Regions from separate parts of the Mus musculus genome. Here regions 2, 3, 4, 5 and 6 are each linked to region 1. A link is a contact called in public Hi-C and HiChIP or PLAC-seq data. All regions are on one chromosome and are shown on one strand. Each heading gives the region's core, a stretch centred on a gene start, on an enhancer-like site or on the middle of the called end of the contact. The rest is flanking DNA. Distances are from core to core; before and after follow the strand shown.

Region 1 (3,104 bases), core at 181-2,680:
TAAAAAAGTGACCCCCCCCAATCTGCGATTTTGACAGCACTTACCTTTGGCATTCGTCTCCCTAAATGTAGTTGTGTTTCGTTATTCCGGACGTGGAGGGCAAGCTCATCCCAAATCTGTGCTTCACTCATGAGGGGAGATCCAACCAAGAAGGCAACATACATTTCCATTCCCCCCCCCCTCCGCTATTCTTTCAGGACGAAGCAGAACAAGCAAGCCACCCTGATAAAGCCAGAGGGCGCCAAAGTGCCGCGAACGGAACTTCCAGGGCTCAATGGGTTTGCGGGATGGTAAAATTGGCTTTTGTCTGAAGAAAGAGCTGTGGTTCTAGAAGATGTCACCATGTGTTAGTTTCCAAATTTAAATTTTTATTTTGCATTTTATTTTTGCCAACAGGTAAGCATAGCGAGCATATCTCCTAACCGTGGTGGCTATTGTGTGTCGCGGTGCTACCCAAAGTGCTCGTCGACCAGGACACGAGGACTTGGCGCGGATGGCCACAGCCTGGCTGGGCGCGCTTCTGAGTAGCATCTTAAGCAGCCGAGAGCTGGTGACTTCCATGAAAGCACAGGCACAAAAAGTCGAAGCCCCTTTTCCTAGGGTGCATTTCTTCCTTTCTTTCTCTCCGAAGTCGGGAGAACGTACCCTGAGGCGGTGCCGCCCACCCTTCCAACCCAGACCTGAGCTCTGGGCGGTGGCGCCTTGCAAAGCTGGAGCCTCCTGGTCGGGCCCCGAGGGCGAGCATATGCCGGAGGCGTCCCAGATGCTTGCCTTGGGGGACACCCTAAAACCAGCGGATATCTGTCTTGATGGTTTCAAGGGAGGCATCGCATCTTCCCCAGGCTCACTGCCTACGTGATAGCAGAATCTAAGCCCGTCGTCTGGAGCGGGGCTGGATTGGGGTGCAGAGAAAGCTGGTTGCGGCGGGGGCGTAGTTCATCAGCCCCTTAAGTCTGAGCGAGAGCCTGAGCTACTTATTCAATGCTTTCAAATAAAATGTGTGCGAGACAGAGAGAGGAGAGAAATCCACAGACAGTCCCGCCGGGGGTGGGGGTGGGGGTGGGGTGGGGGGGGAATGGAGGGGCGTGTAAGGAGGGAATAGGAGGAGGGGGGCTGACAGAGACTGTTGGGGAGGCGGGTAAGGGATCTGGATGTGGAGAGCAGTGGGTGGGGGTGACTGTGCGGGTGTGGTGACGGGGGGGGGGCGCTGGATCACGGGGCGTCTCGGGGCGCAGTGGCTGCTGGTGGAGAGAAGTTGGGGGACCCCCTCCTGGGTGGCGGGGCGCGAAAGGAGCGGGAGGGGTGCGGGCCGCGGGCTGGGAGAGGAGGGGCGGGCGCGAGGCGGGCGGGGTCGGCGAGCGGAGGAGCTGGGCGGGCGGACGCGCGGGGGGGAGGGCGCTGGGCAGGAAGGGGAGGGGGAGCGATCGAGAAATGCAGAGGCTGCAGCGGCGGCGGCAGTAGCGGCAGCGGCGACGGCGGTGGCGGCAGCGCTCCAACTCGCTCCACGCTCCGGGCTCCGCCGTCGAGCCGGGAGAGAGAGAGCCTTTGCTGAGCGACCAGCCACCCGGCCGGACGACACCAGCCACCCGGGCCCCTTGGAGGCACCGCGCTCACCCAGGGCCGCCACAGGCACCCAAAGCCGGTAAGGAGGCGCGCCGTGGGTCCCTAAGGCCACCGCGGACTCCGGGCCACCGGTTCCCCAGGGCCCCGCCCCACCCCGAAGCCTAGGGTTCTCCAACGGTGCAGCCGGGGTGCGGCCGGGTGTAGACACAGTGGGCATGGGATTCCTCTATGTGGGTTCTGTCGCATTTGGAAATCCAAGGTGATGCTCTCCCCCAGGTGGACAGCTTCGGCCTTTCGTAGGGTGGGGGACTTGGAGGGGGTGGCGGCGAGGCGGACGAACCGAGTTCGGGAGGGAGGGGGTGGAGGGTGGGGAGCCGCTGGTGACAGCACCGAGACCACTGGCCACGGTTCTGTGGGCTGAACCCAGCCTTCTGTCAGCGGAACCCGCACAGCCACGGAGAAGGCGCTCGGTGTGAGGGGCGCAGTAACAGAAGATGGAGGATGGGGGTGGGGTGGGGTGGGGAGGGAGAAAGAAGACGCGGAATCTGGTCAGATCGGAAGGGGCGGGGGTGGCTTGGCCCTCGGGACTCCTGGATCTTGGTTTAGGGTAACCGAGGAACACGAGGTTCGGAAGGCGGTGTGCACGTCCGGGGCAGATTAAAGCCCCCAGCCTGGTCTGCGGCTGAGCTGTCTTCCCACTAACCTGTGGACGTCGCCAGCATTTTATTTTATTTTTTGAGCCTTGCGCTCAGAGAGCGGGCCGCGCGCCTCCACCGCCGCCCCAGCCTGGGGGAAGGAGGGGTGGCGTGTGGGCTTGAACCTGACAGCCCGCGGCCCGAGCGGGCTCAACCCTTCTGCAAGCCAAGATTTCTGTAGATTTTTTCCCCCGTAGCTCAAACGCTACAACCCAACGTCTGGTTCCCGCTTCCCCACACCATTAAAAGAAAAAAAAAAAAAAAAACCAGAATCCCTGGATCGGATGGCACACAATGCGTGGCTGGGGACCGCATTCTTTTCATGAATATTCATCGAACGCTTGGCCCTGTTCCTAATCTGCTTCCCCCCGAGACGTTTCCGCCTTGGAGCGAACTCGGTGGACGGCCTCTGCCCCAGTGATTTTCACGCTGTTCAAAGGAGCACAGCGCACATGGGTGCGATTTCAGGATTTTGCACGGGAGCTGACACACCTCTGTCTTGGCCGAGACCACTGGCCACTTACGTGGCGGGCTAGAATAAAACACGAGTATCAAGGGGACTGCTGCTGGGGTGTGGATTAACCCCTACCCCTGGGAATATACCAAGGGCTCACAGACCTCCGGTACTGCAGGCAAAATGAATGAATCGGGACTGTAATTACCTATTCCTTTGTCTTGGCCTCGCGCATGCGCCGGAGAGCAGGGTGTGGAGGGCCAGGCAGCCCCATCTGATCTCCCCATCATCCATCCACCCACTCCCCTCCGGAGCCCAGGAACAAAGGCGTTTGCCCTAAATGTTTCACAAAACCTTTGGACACAAATGCCACCCCCCCCCCCCCTCCGCGC
Region 2 (3,104 bases), core at 407-2,906, 380 kb after region 1:
TTAAGAGTCACAAGGAAGTACAAAGTCACAGGTGTCACAAGGAATACCTGGTAATTGTTAACTCTCAAGACAGTTTCTAAGAGCCCCTAACAATAGCACATTTGCACTGCAGGTTCTGGTAATGGTCAGGGTGACTTTCTTTGAATTAACACTCTTTGAACACAGGAAGCGGGTAGGTGGAGGAATGTCACTATCTGTTTTATGATTAGCATACCTTGGAGCACTGAGTTTACTATTCTTTCAGTAGCCAAGAGAATTCTTCTATGTAGCAAGGGATGAGACCCAGAAAGCTATTTATACTTGCTTTCTCTGCATACGGTGGTTATAGCAAGGGCAGGACCTTTCCCTTCCCCTTTCTATAGATTGTTGTTTATTACATCAGTAACTGTACACAGAGGTATCATCCTTTAACATGTTCCTAGAAGGAACATCTCAGGAGTCATGCCAATTACACTTTAAACATCTTTCTGCATTAAGGATCAGGATATGAGGCAACTGTTCAGGTCCTTTTCATTTTTCTTTGCTTTGCTAGCTTTGGTGATACGTTCCTACATCCAGAGATGAGTGTGGGTGAAGTGTGAGGAGAGCGGGAGAGCAGCAGAATCACTTAGTCCCAGAAAAAGCATCCGCAGAGTTAAGACAGAGATCTGAAATATATTCATTGAAGTTTATTGCCAATTAAAGGAACTCTGAAGCTTACTTTCAGGGACATTGAAATCTGAATTCATCTAATGATTCCAGAATTGATTTCTCAATCTCAATGAGTGTCTTTATCACTCCATCCTCATCTCTGCTTTGTTTCCAAGGTTCACACTTTGTAGACTGTCCTGTTAGACTTCTCCCCTCTTCCTTCCTTCCTTCCTTCCTTCCTTCCTTCCTTCCTTCCTTCCTTCCTTCCTTCCTTCCTTCCTTCCTTCCTCCCTCCCTCCCTCCCTCCCTCCCTCCCTTCCCTCCCTCCCCCTCTCTTCTTTCTTTCTTTCTTTCTTTCTTTCTTTCTTTCTTTCTTTCTTTCTTTCTTTCTTTTTCTCTCTTTCTCCTTTCTGCTTTTCTCTCTACCTTTCTTTTTGTCTGTCTTTTTCTCCTTTCTTTTTGTGATGTCTAAACACATACACACACACACACATACACACACACACATAGTATGTATGGATATATATGTATATATAATACTATACATCATATTCTTACCCATAGTCAGTTGCTTAAAGAAGACAAACAAAATGACAATACCATATGACATGTAGGCGTGAATATATATACATACATATACATACATATATATTTAGTATACTGCTAAATGAAGGCCATAGGTAATGAATGGCTTCTGAGAGAGGGAGATTCAGCTTTCTTCAGGGACAAGCCCTCCCAATCCTTACAAGTTATTTAATCTCAAGTTGTCAGCCCTAAACAAAAAGACATATGATTCACACTAAGTGGAGTTCACACTAAATGGACTTGGCAGACTGCATTTATGTATAAATGTGTACATGTGTATGTGGACAGCCTTTTTGGGGTGCTGCTTGGCAGGAATCAGACATTGGCCAAGGACAAGGAAATGGACTTCGGGAAGAAATCTGACATTGACCATGACAGGGATGTAAGTTCAGGCAGGAATCTAGCATTAGGGCATGAGAAGGAAGTAAGTTTCGGCAAGAATCTAACTTTAGACTATATAATAGGGAAGTAGGGTGGCAGGAGTTTTAATCTTAGGGTGCAACAAAAGAAGTAGGCTTCAAGCAAGATTTTAGGCTTGGTTTGGGAGGTGGACTTAAGTATTTTGATCATTATGACAAGCCCTTTTTCACAACTGTCATGGCAGTAATCCTGGACTTTTCTCACTGCCTTGTTAGTTCCTTATTGTACTGCTCGCCCTTAGTACTTGCATGTAATTAAAATGGTATAAAAAGCAGATTGGGAAAATTAAATTTGCCTTCAGTCTGAGAATTAACTGGAGTCATGGTACAATGTTGTCTGTCTTTTTTCTTTTAAATCCTCACTCCTGTGCTGAAGAACCTCTTGACTGACTGAGTGGGCTTGGTCATGTGTAATAATAATAATAATAATAATAATAATAATAATAATAATAATAATAATAAAAGAAGAGGCTCTGAATTTGAGAGAGAGAGAGAGTGGGAAGGAACATAGAAGTGTTTGGGGGTGAGAGGGAGGAGTATAAATGATGTACAAAGTTCCAAAACAACTGATTAATAAAATATAAAATGAAATCACTAATATTTTATTTGATTTGTTTTTTCTTGAGAATTTCATACATGAATAGTATGTATTTCGATAAGATCCACCCTCTACTCCCACTTTCCCAACTCCTCCTATAAACTGCACATCACTTTCCCTTAGCTCCCCTAGTGATGATACTAGTGATACTAGTGATACAAGTATGTACATGGGTCTTAGATCACCTATTGGAGCACAGCTATTCTCTCAAGGTTGCAACCCTGGAGAAAACCAACTCTCCCTCTCCAAGCAGCAATAAGTTGAAAATAGATCCCCAGTTAAGGTCTTTTTCTTTTGAGAAAGCATCCTCCCCAGAGAATTATTTATTTTGACTCTGAAATTTAAATACCAAATCATTGAATTAATTCCTTCCTTCCTTATATCTACTTCTTCAAATCCACTATTCATGCCTGCAACTTCACTTTTTTGTCTGCATTCTATTTTCTTACCTTAAATACCTTTCCCTCCATACTCTTCTCTCTCACAGAATCCAGCCTGTGACTTGTTTTCTATAGTAAGCGAGGATGTCATTTTAGGTTTGCTATGCTTTTTCTGAAAATATTTATTTTGAGGTGACAAGAAAAAAATAAAGCAATTCATGGTAACAATAATTGTATAACTCCTGTTCATCATTGATTCAAAAATGATACTACATTAAATAGGCCAACCAAATACTTGTGTTTTTAGGTAGTCATACAACCAACCTGGAAATGTATACCCTCATGGAAGTCTGCCCTTGTATTTGCTTGTATTTGCATTCCTTCTAAATTGGTAAACAATGAAGATTTTCTACAAAAGGTGAGTGAAAAGGAAATTATACAGGCTACACAGCAATGTAAGTCATTTATTGTCAAGACATACAAAAAGAGAGA
Region 3 (3,104 bases), core at 166-2,665, 290 kb after region 1:
TCCAGAAAATGGATCATATCCGTGCTTATAGCTTGCAAATAACACATTTACAAGCACTTCATTTATTGGAAGCAGGTAATAAAAATGAAATTTCCCTTAACCGTCGGTATCCTGGCATTCACAGAAATGAAGTAGTGCCATCAGTTAGGCGAACTAGAAGAAGGCTACGTGCCAAATGGTGTGAGCTTAAGTAGTACAAAGAGCAATGTCAAAGTGGCTCAAGCAGGAATATGCAAATTTCCATCAAAAGATGGGAAGAAGACAATTCTTTTTACAATAAGTACCTTGAAGCTGGGCTTCACATGACCAGCTCAGATATAGGCAATAAAAGCTAACAGTCTGTGCAATCCAAATTGCTTTGAATAATTTGTAGCAAACTGTGGCTTGGGGGGTGGGGGAATACTGCCATTCTACAAGGAATCATAATTTTTAAAAAAGGAAACACTCTGGGTTTTTTATTTTTTTAAACCACGTTAGTTTAAGTGTGTACCTCTGAAATAGGAAACAGCCAGACTAATCAAATACTGCTTGAGGATCGTTCCAACTGAAATAAATGGATCTAGTGTGATAATTCGTCTCCTGAATTATACTTTTACGTTATAACTTCATGATCTTGAAACCATTTTCCTTAGGCTGAAATGACAAAAAAATAGCACATCTTATGAGTAGCTTTTTACACAAAGCTTTTAAAAGAAAAATCTATCTTTCTCATTCTACTTCCTGCTAATGAAATGATAATGGTGATACACTTCAAAAAATAGCGGTGGATGCATAATTGAATGGAAAGTTTTATCAACACAGAATGGGCAACACTCGAAGGGCCAGTGGTTCCAGAGGCAAAGCACTCGTGAGTTAAGGATTTAGATAATGTCCCTGAGAAGATAATGATGTAACCATAGCCCACCCTTTTGAGTTTCTTCTATTGCTTTTTTTTTCTCCTATGAATAACCTTTCAACCTTTAAAATTAAATCCTTCAGTAAAATTGTCAACAAAACACTGTACAGGTTAAGAGAAAAGCGAAGTTACTGTCCAACCTATACCCACTGTAACAGTCAAGTCTCTTTATTTTGCATCGTTGTACCTCACTACTTCTCTGTAGTAACCAACATACTTGCATGTCCTCTATCATTAGTCAAAAGAACTGACTTGTGTAAAGTAATCAAATTTTAGCACTAGAGAGAGACTTGCAATATACCTGTTCTAACCGATTTATGCTGCTTCCGAGATGTCACACTTCTCCTGTTGCTCCTCTCCTGAAGTTTTATTCAATTACCTTTTTTTTTTCCTGTGCCAAGAAACTTAGTAGAGCTTCAAATACTCTGGTAGATGACTGTCCCCTATTCCTCCATCTGGGTGAGCATCTGTTCTTCGTGGTTTATGTTCCTTCCCGAGGATCTGACTCTTTACTTCCCAACTGACTCACTCTGTCTCAGCTGGCCAATCCACCCGTCTGCTCCAGGGACTGAGCCCTAAGAGCCACTTGGCTCAGCAGAGAGCAGAAGGTTTGCAGGGGCTGTGGGTCCTGCTGGTTCTAATTATTCACACCCTGTGGCTCTGCCTCATGTATACACGAATGCACATTGGTTCTACCACTTAGCCACTGAAAAACATTACTTAAGAATTAACTGTATGGTAGTGGTTTTTTTTTTTCTACTCTTCATAAAAAGGACATTTTTATACTTACTGACAAAGAAAGATATTTCTATAGTGATATTAAACAGTGCAAAGGAAAGCAAAAGTTCAAACCATAATTTCGAAAGAGACTGACCAAAAATATATTCTGAAAAATAAAATGAATAAAACATTTAATTTATGATTTTTTTGGTTTCGAATATCATTGTGAGTTTTTAATATTTATCCTCTCAAAGTAAAAAACCCATATACTGAGGAAATTAAATAATAATCATAACATATCTTTAGTATTTTATCAATATGGAGGTAGAAAATTATACTGGCATAACTAAAGAATAAGAAATTGAGGGACTTTAAATATCTCTCCCACAACCTTTTTGTGTGTTTTTTTTTCAGGCTTTGATATTGGGGTACTCTAGTTTCTTGAGACAGATATGAATTTCTTTAATGGGAGACTACAGATAAGGAGATAATAGAGAATCCAGAAAAGCACCAATCTGAGGCTTGGTTAATTACATGCATCTCCAATGTTATTCAAGTATGCTCTGCTCAAGCTGGGATAATGAGAGTTCTCAAGGTGAGCTTAGATAGCATATGGGTTCCTTATACAGTCCAACAGTGAGCTCATGCAGTCAGATCTCTATCAGTCTCAAGTATCTACTCTCACATGCAAAGAATTTAAAAATTTAGAAATAACTTTCCTTCAAAGCATAACCATCACACAGTTTTATTTGAAGTTATTATAATGTTATTATTCTAAGTAATTATTTAATTTTTACACATTATTATCTTTCTAGGTTAGAGAATAAGGCTTTGATGGAGTACATTGCTTATATGTTCCAGGCTATATAATTTCATCATTCTAGATCATAATAGTATGTGTTTGTTATACTTTCAGACATCAAGGAGATGAGGCAGGAGGATTACAAGTTCTATTCAAAGTTGATATTACAATAGTGAGACCTTGTCTATGACTAGACCATTCTCGTGGACTCTAAGTTACACTAAGAGGAATAGGGTAAATCATGTCAGATGAGCCCAGAGTCAGCTTGATTGAGCACTGTTACATGAAGCTGTGCCTAAAGTAGATTTAGTGAACTGAGTGCTTACCTATATTGGGAGAACTCTGATATAGGTTTATTAAGTGGAGTTGCTGATAGAAGGGAGATAGACACACACACACACACACACACACACACACACACACACACACAGAGAGAGAGAGAGAGAGAAAGAGAGAGAGAGAGAGAGAGAGAGAGAGAGAGAGAGAGAGAGAGAGAGAGAGAGAGAGAGAGACTGAATTTGGACAGCCTAGTAATTGTTCATACTTAGTGTCATTTATATGTAGGAAAATTTTAAAAAGTAGTGCATTCTCATGTTCCAATATGGTTAACATCTCATTGACTGGAGATAATGGTTGCTGTCACAAGCGTTGTATACAGACACTAAAGTTCAAAGAGGAAGATCAACA
Region 4 (3,104 bases), core at 263-2,762, 280 kb before region 1:
CCTGATGACCTAAGATCCCCCCAGCCTTGGTAGTCCACCATGTTTACTTTCCAAGCCCGGGGACAGCAGAACTGACCCTACCAGAACCCATCTGCCACCCCCCACATATGTGCACCTCCGTAAAACATATACATACATATGAACATAAAGCTTCATGCTGTGGGTTTAGTGACATTTTTTAAAAAGATTTATTTATTTATTATATGTAAGTACATTGTAGCTGTCTTCAGACACTCCAGAAGAGGGAGTCAGATCTCGTTACGGATGGTTGTGAGCCACCATGTGGTTGCTGGGATTTGAACTCTGGATCTTCGGAAGAGCAGTCGGGTGCTCTAACCCACTGAGCCATCTCACCAGCCCTTTAGTGACATTTTAAAAACCTCTTAGAATAACTATTTCTAACCAATAATCTGTCTTTTCAGATGCAGCTGGCAATGCCCATCACAGGAGCGACTGTAATCTTTCCTCCTTGTAAAGCAGGGATTGCTCAATGTGAGACAGATGGACTTGGTGGCCCTGAACCCCACAGGAGTGGGCCAGTGGAGACTTCCATCCACACTCTCATCTCTGACACAGGGTCATTAGAAGCCTGGACTCTAGTGTGAGAAGGGTATTGTCATAGAGGAGCCAGCACTCCTAGGTACCCCAGGAAGCAACTCAGAGGTCTGAGAAGATCAAGGGACTGTTATCAGTTGTATGGTCTGTTGCCATCCTAACTGAGATTCCATTGCAGACCGCATCAGTGACTTCCAAGTTAAGCCTCAATTCCTTAATATGGTTTCTCTTCAGCATCTTCCTAAGGTTCCCGTTCCCCGTGTTTCTGCCAGGCCATGTCCACCTACAGCTGAGTAGCAGTCCCTTTGAAAGTGGCACTGGGCTCCCCTATTCACCTTCCATCCTTGCCTGCCAGGGCCAACACCCAGACAAAAGCCTCTTTGACACTCACCACCCAAAATGTCATTTCTCACCCTTCTTATCTCTTTCTAGTAATGGGGATAACAAAGCTTTCAGGTCATGGAACAGCGGGTGGCAATCCAGGGCTTCCTAAGACAGAGTGAGTGGGAAATGGGGCAGGATGAATTTGTGGTGGTCAGAGCTGGAGCGTGGATAACCATAGCAGCTTCCTTGATGGCCCTGGTGCCAGACCCATCCTTGACTGAAATGAGTGTGGAACACCCTGGCTCCTCATTGCTTCATCCAACACCGCACTGGTTACTTAGCGACTACCTGCTAAAGGGAAGCACACCGCCTGCCCACGGCTGGCCCTGTGATCATGCCTTGAGGACCAGCAGTTGTTGTCTAACCTGACTCTGAAGGCTTGGCTGTGGATTTCTTGCCTTGCAATTGCCTTAAGCTGAATACGAGGGCAGAGACAGAGGAGCATGGAGATGTGGCTCACAGGTTAAGCACGGGCTGCACTTGCTGGAGGCCCAGGCTCAGTTCTTGTCGTCTTCATCCAGGTGGTTCACCCGGGAACTCCAGCCCATGTCTCTCCAGCTCCCGGTGATCTGGTGCCCTCTTTTGGCCTCCATGAGCCCTGACTGACACAGGAGTTTAGAAGACCACGATGTGGCCTTTCCTCAGTAAACACGGAGCCCCGGGTTTTAAGACAGTCAAAATCGATTCTGATTGTGCTTAAGCACTATGTTTCTTCCTAGGCCGCCTTTGTCAAGTGAACATGTCTCTAAGTGCCGAGGAAGAGACTACACGCAAGGCGTGCAATAATCCAGAGAGGGAAAAAATAGTGTCTGATTGATTCCAGATTCCAGACAAAACCCAAAAGTCATTTTTGGCTGTTTTCTTTGTTAAAATATGTACAGAGAGGGGCCGAAGGTTCACTTGGCTCAAACTTAAGGCACAAAAACTAAAAGGCACCAAGGCCAGAAACAAAGCATTGGAACGTGGTACTTGAGAGAATTCTCTTCCCACAATGTCCCCATGGACTGGCTCTTCCCCATGGCATCTATGGAGAGATCTGGACCCCTGAAAAGGGGAAGAGAAGGCAGTAGGGGGCTGGGGTGATGTTAGGATAAAGGCCATTAAAGTGAAGTTCTCCTAAAAACAGCAGCGTTGTTAATAACCTAAGAGAAGGTGAACAGGGCATGCTTGTGTGTGTGTTTAACTCAGGAGGCAGAGGCAAGTGGAGCTCTGAGTTTGAGGTCTACATGAGAGCCCCAGGATACAAGACAACAAGAGTTCATAGCAGGAGGTGAGACGGTTTTCCTGGTATTTGCAGCAGGAGCAGAGCAAGAGGGTTGAAAACCGACTGTTCAAAGGAGCAGTACATGCCTTTGCCCCTAGCAGAGGAAAGGCAGAGGCAGGTGATGGCGGTGAAGGTCTCTAGAAACAAAGGATGTAACCCCCTAGCATTCTCTACTGGAAATATGGTCCAGTCTGAGAATATCTGCTCAGAAAACCTAGAGGAATTCCGGGCGATGCTTCCCACAGAGCTGAAGGATCACGATCAATAAGCCGTGATCAATAAGCTGATCATGACTGAATTTGTTGAACCTACCCGTCCACAGGCCCAGGGAGGGGCTCCTCCCTGCTCTGCTTGCTGCACACCCAGCCTGCCTTGAGCACCCGCTGCCTCCTGCTTCCCGTGCAGGGTCTGTATAGGCTGCGGTCTGTCCTCACCTGCGCTGCCTTCATCTCTTCTCAGAGGCAAAAACAAAGAACACCAGCAGTGCTCAGCGACCACACCCACACAAGAGACTTCCTCTGGATGGAGCCAAGGAAAGGCTGTGACAATAAAATGCCCCAAACAACAAAGGCCCAGCCACAGGTTAGGGGAGAAAGAAAAACTGCACCACACTCAGGGCAAAATCCCCTCAAAATCAGAAACGAAGGCTCAGCACACTTGGTGGTACACGGCCTGCATTACCGGTACTCGGGAAGCCAAAACAGGAAGGCTCTGAGCCGGAGCCAAATCTGGGCTGTTGCAAGACTTTGCCTCCAGAGCCAAATCAAAGGAAACAAAATTCTCTGTTTCCCTGACCTCGTGATGGTCGTGTAAACATCTCTGAAAGCAGTGTGAGGTGATGCACAGGCGTGATGCACAGGCATGCGGACATGCGCCGTGGTACAGGTGCTTTGAGAAGCAG
Region 5 (3,104 bases), core at 340-2,839, 270 kb after region 1:
ATATGATATGGTAGATGATGCCAGAGTCTCCTCAGTGGGGCAGGGACCAGTGCGGAGATGAGGACACATGAATAGTGAAGTCTTGCTTGACTTAAGTGGCTCACTTAGGCTCCTTGCTACTTCTGTCTCATCTTCTGTCTAGATTGTCAGATTTCCTGCTGTCACCTCTGTAGTTTGCACAGAGTTAATGTCAATCTCTGCTGGACTCACTCCGTAATGAACTCTCACTGTCTTTTACCAGTTGCTCCTGATACTTCTTCAAAATCTTGACTTGGGCTATTCAGTATTTACTCTCTCTCTCTCACTCACTCTTGCTTTCTCCCTCTCTTTCTCCTCCCCCTCTCCTTGCACCCTAACCCTTCATTCATTTTTTTCCCAGCTATATCCTTTTTTTTCTAGATGTTTCTAAAATCTCTCTAAAGAGACATACACAAGGCCATCTTCAACAAAAGAATCTTTCCCCTCATACAAAGTATTTTCTTTCCTATCTGTTAACTACAAGGGCTCCACAGTTCTTTTTCATTCTAGAGAATTGTAGCAATCATTTGCTTGCTCCCGTGCTGATACATTCATCTCTGATGTTCTCTGTATCCCACAGCCCTGATCTTTGCAAACTGTGCTTGCCAGGTTTCCTGGACAAATGGCTCTCGTCTACTTTAGCCCAACAGGAGGCATAGGGAGAGCCTACAAAGTGTAAGGATAAAACAGTGGCGATAACCTGGTGGTTCTTTAGCGTGCTCACGTGGGAGAATGTTTTCATCCTGCTGAAATATCCATGTATGCCCTGTCCTCCCAAATCTGCTATCTCCTATTCAGTCAGTGTAACTGGGGCACCTCATCCTAGCTCTCAGTGTAGGAAGGCGATGCTTTCCTGCAAACACGGAAATGTCCTTCCCATATCTTTTCTACCTGCTGATTGTTTACCTCAGCTCAGCACCCAATCCTTAGTTCTTAGAAAATTTATTTTTCTAATACACAGAGATATTGTTTCCCATATTAAAATGCTCCCTAGGTTTCTTCCTGAGACTCAGTCTCTAGGACCCTCTCTCGGTGTGAACTCCAGTTTCCTGTATGGTTTTCTGCTTCTGAGCTTTCTCCAAAGCATTCCTCCCCTCCAGTAGGCCCCAGGCAGCAGAAACCATGGCAACATCATCACTGTATCCCCCTCTGTGTGCTTCCAGCCCTGCAGCTGATACTGACTCCTGCAAATCTTTGGCGTGCCTTTTCCTCTGAGGCCAGTAAGTTCTTGCAACACCATTGCAGTTACATTCCCCAGCCAAATTCCTCTGTGAAACTTTCTGGCATGCATTCTGTTTCCTTGAGTAGACTAACTTGCAGAGATACAGTATTTAAAAAAAAAAACCCAAAGTGTTTTTAGAATCTAAACAACTTTAAAAATAATACAAAGCCGGCACAGTGGTGTACACCTTTAATTCCAACACTCAGGAGTCAGAGGCAGGTATATCTTTCTGAGTTCAAGGCCAGAGTGGTTTACATAGTGAGTTCGAGGATAGCTAGGGCTACACAGAGAGACCTTGTCTCACCTCCTCTCCACCCCTTCCCCTCCTGTTCCCAGTTTTGCCAGGGGTCATGTGGTTGAGCAACTAAGTACATTTCTGCGAATCAATCTTTTCTTTTGTAATCTGCGGCTGTTATCTTAGGAGTAAACGTTTGAGAGTTAACCACGATAGAGGGTAGGGCACTGTTTGGTAAAGCTCCGAGAATTAACTATGATAAGGACACTTGAGAATGTTAGGATAGTATGGGAATTAAGTAATAATAGGAGAGTGCTTTGAAAAGCTTTGAGTAGACACAGGTTGAACTTTTACTAGCACATCCTTTATCTTCTTGTGAATGGTAAATATATTATCCATTTCACTTGGGCACAGATCACACCCTGCATTTCTTACTATAATCTCCCTTTTAGCTGCATACAATTGTTGCTTACTGCCTGGTAATTAACAAATATGGCATTGTATGTCTAGGAAAAGAACAAGTCTATCTCTCCAATATTGTACCATCTCCACGATTTCAAACATTTTCCAAAGAAAAGAATTTAATCTGCTAGCTTCACATAGTAGGTCTGATATTCTGAAACATCAAACATCCCATGGAAGACGCTCAACAACTTTTGTAACTCAAGAACACAGCACGGGAAGAGGAGCAAAACAATTTGAACGATTGGAAATGTGTCTTTGTGGTTACTTCTGAAAGATATTATTGATTTGTTGTTTGATTTAAGATGATAAAAATGCAGGATGTAGTTCTTGAATTCCTCATGGGAAGATGTTCGGGTTCCAAGGAAGCTCTTCAGGGTTGTTATATCTTCCATGCCTCCATCATTTCGCCAATCCTTGCTAATTCAGTGGTTCTCAACCTTCCTGATGCTATGACACACGGTTCCTCATGTTGAGGTGACCTCCAACCATACAATTATTTGGACTGATACTTCATAATGGTACTTTTGCTGGTGTTACAAACCATAATGTAAATATTTGTGTTTTCTGATGGTCTTCGGTGACCTCCGTAAAAGGATTGTTCAATCCCCAAAGGTGGATTCATGGCCCACAAGTTGAGAACCGCTGTTGGACTCAGAAACTGAAAAACAAAACAAAACAAAACAAAAACAAAAACAACAACAAAAAAAAAAACAAGCAGAGATAGAAGTCAAGAACTCTGGGAGTTGAGGCAGAGGGCATACATTTTAAAGAACCCAACCTCAAGCATTTTCAAACACAGTAATAGAACATGGAAAGGACACTGATTTAGCATCATGAAGTAATGCATTTGGCAGGAAGGAATGAAGGTGGGAAGGTGCAGTGTGGTGGGTGGAGAGGAATGCCTGGGGTGATGTGTTCTCACACCAGGGGAAGCCACCAGCTGCTGACCCTGGCACGAGGAACTATTCATTCACACAGGAGCCACGGTCTCATGTATTGTTCATAATTAAAACCAGCAGCATATGAACCCCATCATGGTTTTCGCTCTGCTTGCTGTGTCTGTCTGCAGGAGTTCGTGCTGAGCAGCTCATCGAGGAACTGCTTTGATCAGAATCCTGGCATGATAGAACCAACAGACACATTGCAAGTGCCATATCAAAAAGA
Region 6 (3,104 bases), core at 225-2,724, 260 kb before region 1:
ATAAGCACCAGGGTCAAGATTTATACAGCAACTCGTGGGTGTTTGTAAGCACAACTGGCCTGTTTTGTAAATAGAAAAAGGAGGCATAAATCTTCCTCGGAAACGTGCTAGGCTGGAATCCACACACCCCGCAGACTTCTCCCACTTTCGCTCCTACTGGGCGTGGCTCTCCATCAAGTCCTGGAGGGGGAATGTCACAGACTGAATCCCTGGCTGACATTAACTCCGAAAAACCGTGATCTCCGGGTCTCAATCGTTCCGGACACAACAGTGTCAAGGAGGACTCCTCTGTGCTGCAGCAGTTGATGGGGAGTTGATGGCCTATGAGTGACCACCTTTGTCTTTAGAGAACAGGTATGGTGAGAACGATGATGTGGGGGTACTAACTCCCCAACCTGTCATGCCCTACAACTGTGCTTTCAAAGTGTGGCTTCCAAATCAGGAACGTGCAGAGCACGTGCTCCGGTGCCACTTAATGAATCAGGAAGGGCCAGCGGAAGCCCAGGACCCAGTGGCTCACAGCTTCCCATCAAAGTCTGGCTCTTACTCAGTTCTAAGAGCACTCGGTCAGGGGAAAGCAAAGGGTTTTGTTTGTTTTTAACTAAATTTTATCTAATGTGTGTGTGCCAAGGCACCATACCACATATATGTAGGCCAGAGGACAACTTTCAAGTGTGGGTTCACATGGGTCATAGAGATCAAATTCAGGTTGTTGGGCTTGGTATCGGGTCCGTAATCACTGAGCCATGTCCTCTGCCCAGGGAACACAAGTCTTGTCTCAGACCACTCATCATCTTAGCCAAGGCATTTTTCCCTCATAAGAAAATGGAAGAAGAGGAGAGGAGAGGAGAGGAGAGGAGAGGAGAGGAGAGGAGAGGAGAGGAGAGGAGAGGAGAGGAGAGGAGAGGAGAGGAGAGGAGAGAGAAGAAGGCAGTTTTACAATGACTGGATGTACTAGCATCCTATTAGAGTTCCCAGATTCACTCAGGCTGGTGGGCAATCCTGGACTCAAGACATATTCCTGGCTTCCCAAGCAGGGAGGCAGCATCATTGGGAATAGCTCCATGGCCCAGAATCACATTTAGATCACTCTCTGAGTGATTCAGGCTGGGAACCCCTGAAAGCCCCTGCAGCCTAAATATTGTACCAGAAGTGACCGCAAACCATGATCTTCTATGGTCATCTAAGATGAGGCTGGCAAAGGATTCCTGTGATGGGCCAGGAGACAATGTGTCGGGCTTTTTAGCTGTGTCCTGGCCCCGCTGCAGTGTGAACGCCCCTGCAGACCGCAAGCCGAGGAGTGGCCAGCATCTTGTTCCAATAGAAGAGTATTAAGCCTCAATTCCACATAATTGCATGACATTAACTAGTCTTCTTTTGACTTCTTCCAAACATTTAACAGTCTGAAAGACACTCTCAGCTTCTAGGCTGTTCACAATGCGGCTATGGATGAGGGCTGAGCTCGCTGCCCCCGTTCAGTCAAATGTGGGAGAGAGTATGCATTTGGTTCAGTAATGCTGTCTTCTTGGCATAGGTCCCTTCGACACAAACAGCTGCGTTCACAAAAGCTACATGCCACATCTTTAGAAGCTCAAGGTTTAATCATGTGCAATAAATAACATATACAGCCCTGATGGCCACAGAAACATAGACTAAGCCTGCAGGGACCTCAGGAAGGTCAGTCCATCAGAAGCGGCCACCGGTTTTGTTTCTTAAATGCCCGTTAGGTTGATGGCAGCAAGACAATCAGAGAGTTGAAAACGGGCCCCAGTTTGAATGTAACGTGTTCTCACAGAAGCTGCGGGGCAAGCATCTGGGAGGCATGGGCTTCCTGCTTGCTTCGCCTTGGCAGCTGGCCCTCTCCCTGTACTCCTAGCCAGCCTGCACTGGGAAAAAAACAAGCCAGCCTCTGTCTGCTCAAGATGCTACAACGGATTATCATTGACAACTGAAATGCATTTCTCACCATGCTAGAAGCTGAACTATGAACATGAAGGCAGTGGCAGCTCCCACATCTGGCAAGGGATGCTTCTGTGTTTTAGATGGTGCTTTCTTCTTGTTACACCCCCCCCCCCCCATGATGGGTGAGGCAAGGAAGCTCACATACGCCTCATACCTCAGGACACTAATTCCATTTAGGATTCCTAAAGGCCTTGTTTCCAGGATGCATCACATTGTGGGGGCAGGGGGGATAGAATCTCAACACAAGAACTACAGGAGCATGCCCTTTTAGAAGACACTGCAGCCACCTCCCAGCCCCCAGAGCTCTCCTTTGCTGGGCAGCTCCAAGGCCTTCCCCTTCCATCTAGCCCCAAACTCTCCCCCTCTCTCTCCTTGAGGCAAACGGAGGGAAAACTACTCTCAGCAACATCAGTATAAGTCAACTGACTGCCACTGCTGGCTGGGCAAGCACAATCCAGCCAAGCATCGAGGGGACACGGGAGATGTCGGGAAGTGGGGACGGTTACACCAATTTTACAGCATAAGCCCTGCCAATGAGCTCATGGGAACGGGAAAGAAAGACAAGGGATGGGCGTGGAGAAACAGGTCAGAGGTCAGGAGCATTGGCTGCTCTCGCACAGGGCCTGGGTTCCATTCCCACTTGGCTGCTCACAACCATTTAGAATGCCGGTTTCAGGAATATGATGCCCTCTTCTGGCCTCTGCAGGCACATACACACATACGCACATACACACATACAAGCATGCTACACATGTATACACTTATATACACTTCGTGCTTCAGCGAAGGGAGAGAATGAGGAGTAGGGAAGTCAGCAAGATAAGCACAGGCCTCATCAGGATCGGCACGGGGTGTGGATGACAGCTGTCCTGCCATCGATGGCAAGCGTGATCTCCTAGACCGGAGGAAGGCCAACTTCCTCATCGCTAACACATGTTGGGTGGGATGTTCAGTGTTACCAAATTACAGAATCTAGAACCACTTGGAGATTGTGGGAGTGGCTAGAGAAGCTTGTTCTGACAGCATGACCGGAGGGAGGAAGATTCACCCGCTACAGGGGATGCCACTTCCTGGCTGGGATCCTGGACTGAGGAAAGAGAGGGAATGAAGAGGCCAAATGCATCCAACCTGCTGCTTCCTCA

What was found. Hi-C and Micro-C count contacts between places; a contact is called where the count stands out from the background. HiChIP or PLAC-seq counts read pairs in DNA pulled down with a chosen protein or histone mark.
Region 2: a contact with region 1 is called in an H3K4me3 HiChIP or PLAC-seq map of microglia, with 7 times the contacts expected there. The contact joins the enhancer-like site here to the promoter of Basp1 in region 1. A contact is called at or near these places in 24 of 39 promoter capture datasets (the 3T3-L1 cell line, 3T3-L1-derived adipocytes, the HPC-7 cell line and 15 more), 3 of 15 datasets of contacts at CTCF or cohesin (the NIH/3T3 cell line, embryonic stem cells and liver), 120 of 484 Hi-C or Micro-C datasets (the 3T3-L1 cell line, 3T3-L1-derived adipocytes, the AML12 cell line and 73 more), 35 of 115 datasets of contacts at active chromatin or transcription factors (PVALB interneurons, SST interneurons, Th17 cells and 21 more) and 4 of 9 other capture datasets (adipose tissue, embryonic stem cells, liver and 1 more).
Region 3: a Hi-C map of ventral hippocampal neurons shows a contact between it and region 1, with 2.1 times the contacts expected there. The contact joins the enhancer-like site here to the promoter of Basp1 in region 1. A contact is called at or near these places in 15 of 39 promoter capture datasets (the 3T3-L1 cell line, 3T3-L1-derived adipocytes, the HPC-7 cell line and 8 more), 23 of 484 Hi-C or Micro-C datasets (LSK cells, Th2 cells, bone marrow-derived DN2 thymocytes and 15 more), 24 of 115 datasets of contacts at active chromatin or transcription factors (the NIH/3T3 cell line, SST interneurons, astrocytes and 13 more) and 1 of 9 other capture datasets (adipose tissue).
Region 4: an H3K27ac HiChIP or PLAC-seq map of embryonic stem cells shows a contact between it and region 1, with 6 read pairs. The contact joins the enhancer-like site here to the promoter of Basp1 in region 1. A contact is called at or near these places in 8 of 39 promoter capture datasets (3T3-L1-derived adipocytes, the C10 cell line, cranial neural crest and 3 more), 1 of 484 Hi-C or Micro-C datasets (bone marrow-derived macrophages), 16 of 115 datasets of contacts at active chromatin or transcription factors (bone marrow-derived macrophages, embryonic basal ganglia, embryonic forebrain and 7 more) and 2 of 9 other capture datasets (adipose tissue and liver).
Region 5: a Hi-C map of adipose-derived mesenchymal stem cells shows a contact between it and region 1, with 5 times the contacts expected there. The contact joins the enhancer-like site here to the promoter of Basp1 in region 1. A contact is called at or near these places in 20 of 39 promoter capture datasets (the 3T3-L1 cell line, 3T3-L1-derived adipocytes, the HPC-7 cell line and 11 more), 1 of 15 datasets of contacts at CTCF or cohesin (stem cell-derived epiblast-like cells), 117 of 484 Hi-C or Micro-C datasets (the AML12 cell line, the C2C12 cell line, CD4 T cells and 62 more), 34 of 115 datasets of contacts at active chromatin or transcription factors (the NIH/3T3 cell line, SST interneurons, Th17 cells and 18 more) and 3 of 9 other capture datasets (adipose tissue, embryonic stem cells and liver).
Region 6: a contact with region 1 is called in an H3K4me3 HiChIP or PLAC-seq map of forebrain, with 3 times the contacts expected there. The contact joins the enhancer-like site here to the promoter of Basp1 in region 1. A contact is called at or near these places in 8 of 39 promoter capture datasets (the HPC-7 cell line, embryonic stem cells, frontonasal cranial neural crest and 3 more), 1 of 484 Hi-C or Micro-C datasets (trophoblast stem cells), 11 of 115 datasets of contacts at active chromatin or transcription factors (bone marrow-derived macrophages, embryonic forebrain, embryonic hindbrain and 6 more) and 1 of 9 other capture datasets (liver).

The regions. Positions count from the first base shown.
Region 1 is chr15:25,412,090-25,415,193 of GRCm38.p6, reverse strand. Basp1 (brain abundant, membrane attached signal protein 1) reads left to right here and starts at 1,430. Exons shown (of 2, transcript NM_027395.2): 1 at 1,430-1,642. Gm48957 (predicted gene, 48957) reads right to left here and starts at 1,004. Exons shown (of 4, transcript NR_168943.1): 1 at 45-1,004.
Region 2 is chr15:25,033,888-25,036,991 of GRCm38.p6, reverse strand. No RefSeq gene overlaps it. Among named protein-coding and RNA genes, the nearest start is that of Gm2824, 13 kb to the right of the region's middle. Within about 2 kb of position 1,656, at least 4 of the 459 cell types and tissues checked have an H3K27ac peak or open chromatin away from gene starts, as enhancers often do. A contact at or near this core is called in microglia, where this site is marked.
Region 3 is chr15:25,118,987-25,122,090 of GRCm38.p6, reverse strand. The region is part of intron 3 of Gm35996 (a long non-coding RNA gene); the gene reads left to right. Among named protein-coding and RNA genes, the nearest start is that of Gm35996, 59 kb to the left of the region's middle. Within about 2 kb of position 1,415, at least 5 of the 459 cell types and tissues checked have an H3K27ac peak or open chromatin away from gene starts, as enhancers often do. A contact at or near this core is called in ventral hippocampal neurons, where this site is marked.
Region 4 is chr15:25,692,304-25,695,407 of GRCm38.p6, reverse strand. The region is part of intron 2 of Myo10 (myosin X); the gene reads right to left. Among named protein-coding and RNA genes, the nearest start is that of Myo10, 71 kb to the right of the region's middle. Within about 2 kb of position 1,512, at least 42 of the 459 cell types and tissues checked have an H3K27ac peak or open chromatin away from gene starts, as enhancers often do. A contact at or near this core is called in embryonic stem cells and liver, where this site is marked.
Region 5 is chr15:25,139,081-25,142,184 of GRCm38.p6, reverse strand. The region is part of intron 2 of Gm35996 (a long non-coding RNA gene); the gene reads left to right. Among named protein-coding and RNA genes, the nearest start is that of Gm35996, 39 kb to the left of the region's middle. Within about 2 kb of position 1,589, at least 19 of the 459 cell types and tissues checked have an H3K27ac peak or open chromatin away from gene starts, as enhancers often do. A contact at or near this core is called in adipose tissue and adipose-derived mesenchymal stem cells, where this site is marked.
Region 6 is chr15:25,675,036-25,678,139 of GRCm38.p6, reverse strand. All of the region lies in intron 2 of Myo10 (myosin X), which reads right to left. Among named protein-coding and RNA genes, the nearest start is that of Myo10, 54 kb to the right of the region's middle. Within about 2 kb of position 1,474, at least 26 of the 459 cell types and tissues checked have an H3K27ac peak or open chromatin away from gene starts, as enhancers often do. A contact at or near this core is called in forebrain and stem cell-derived neural progenitor cells, where this site is marked.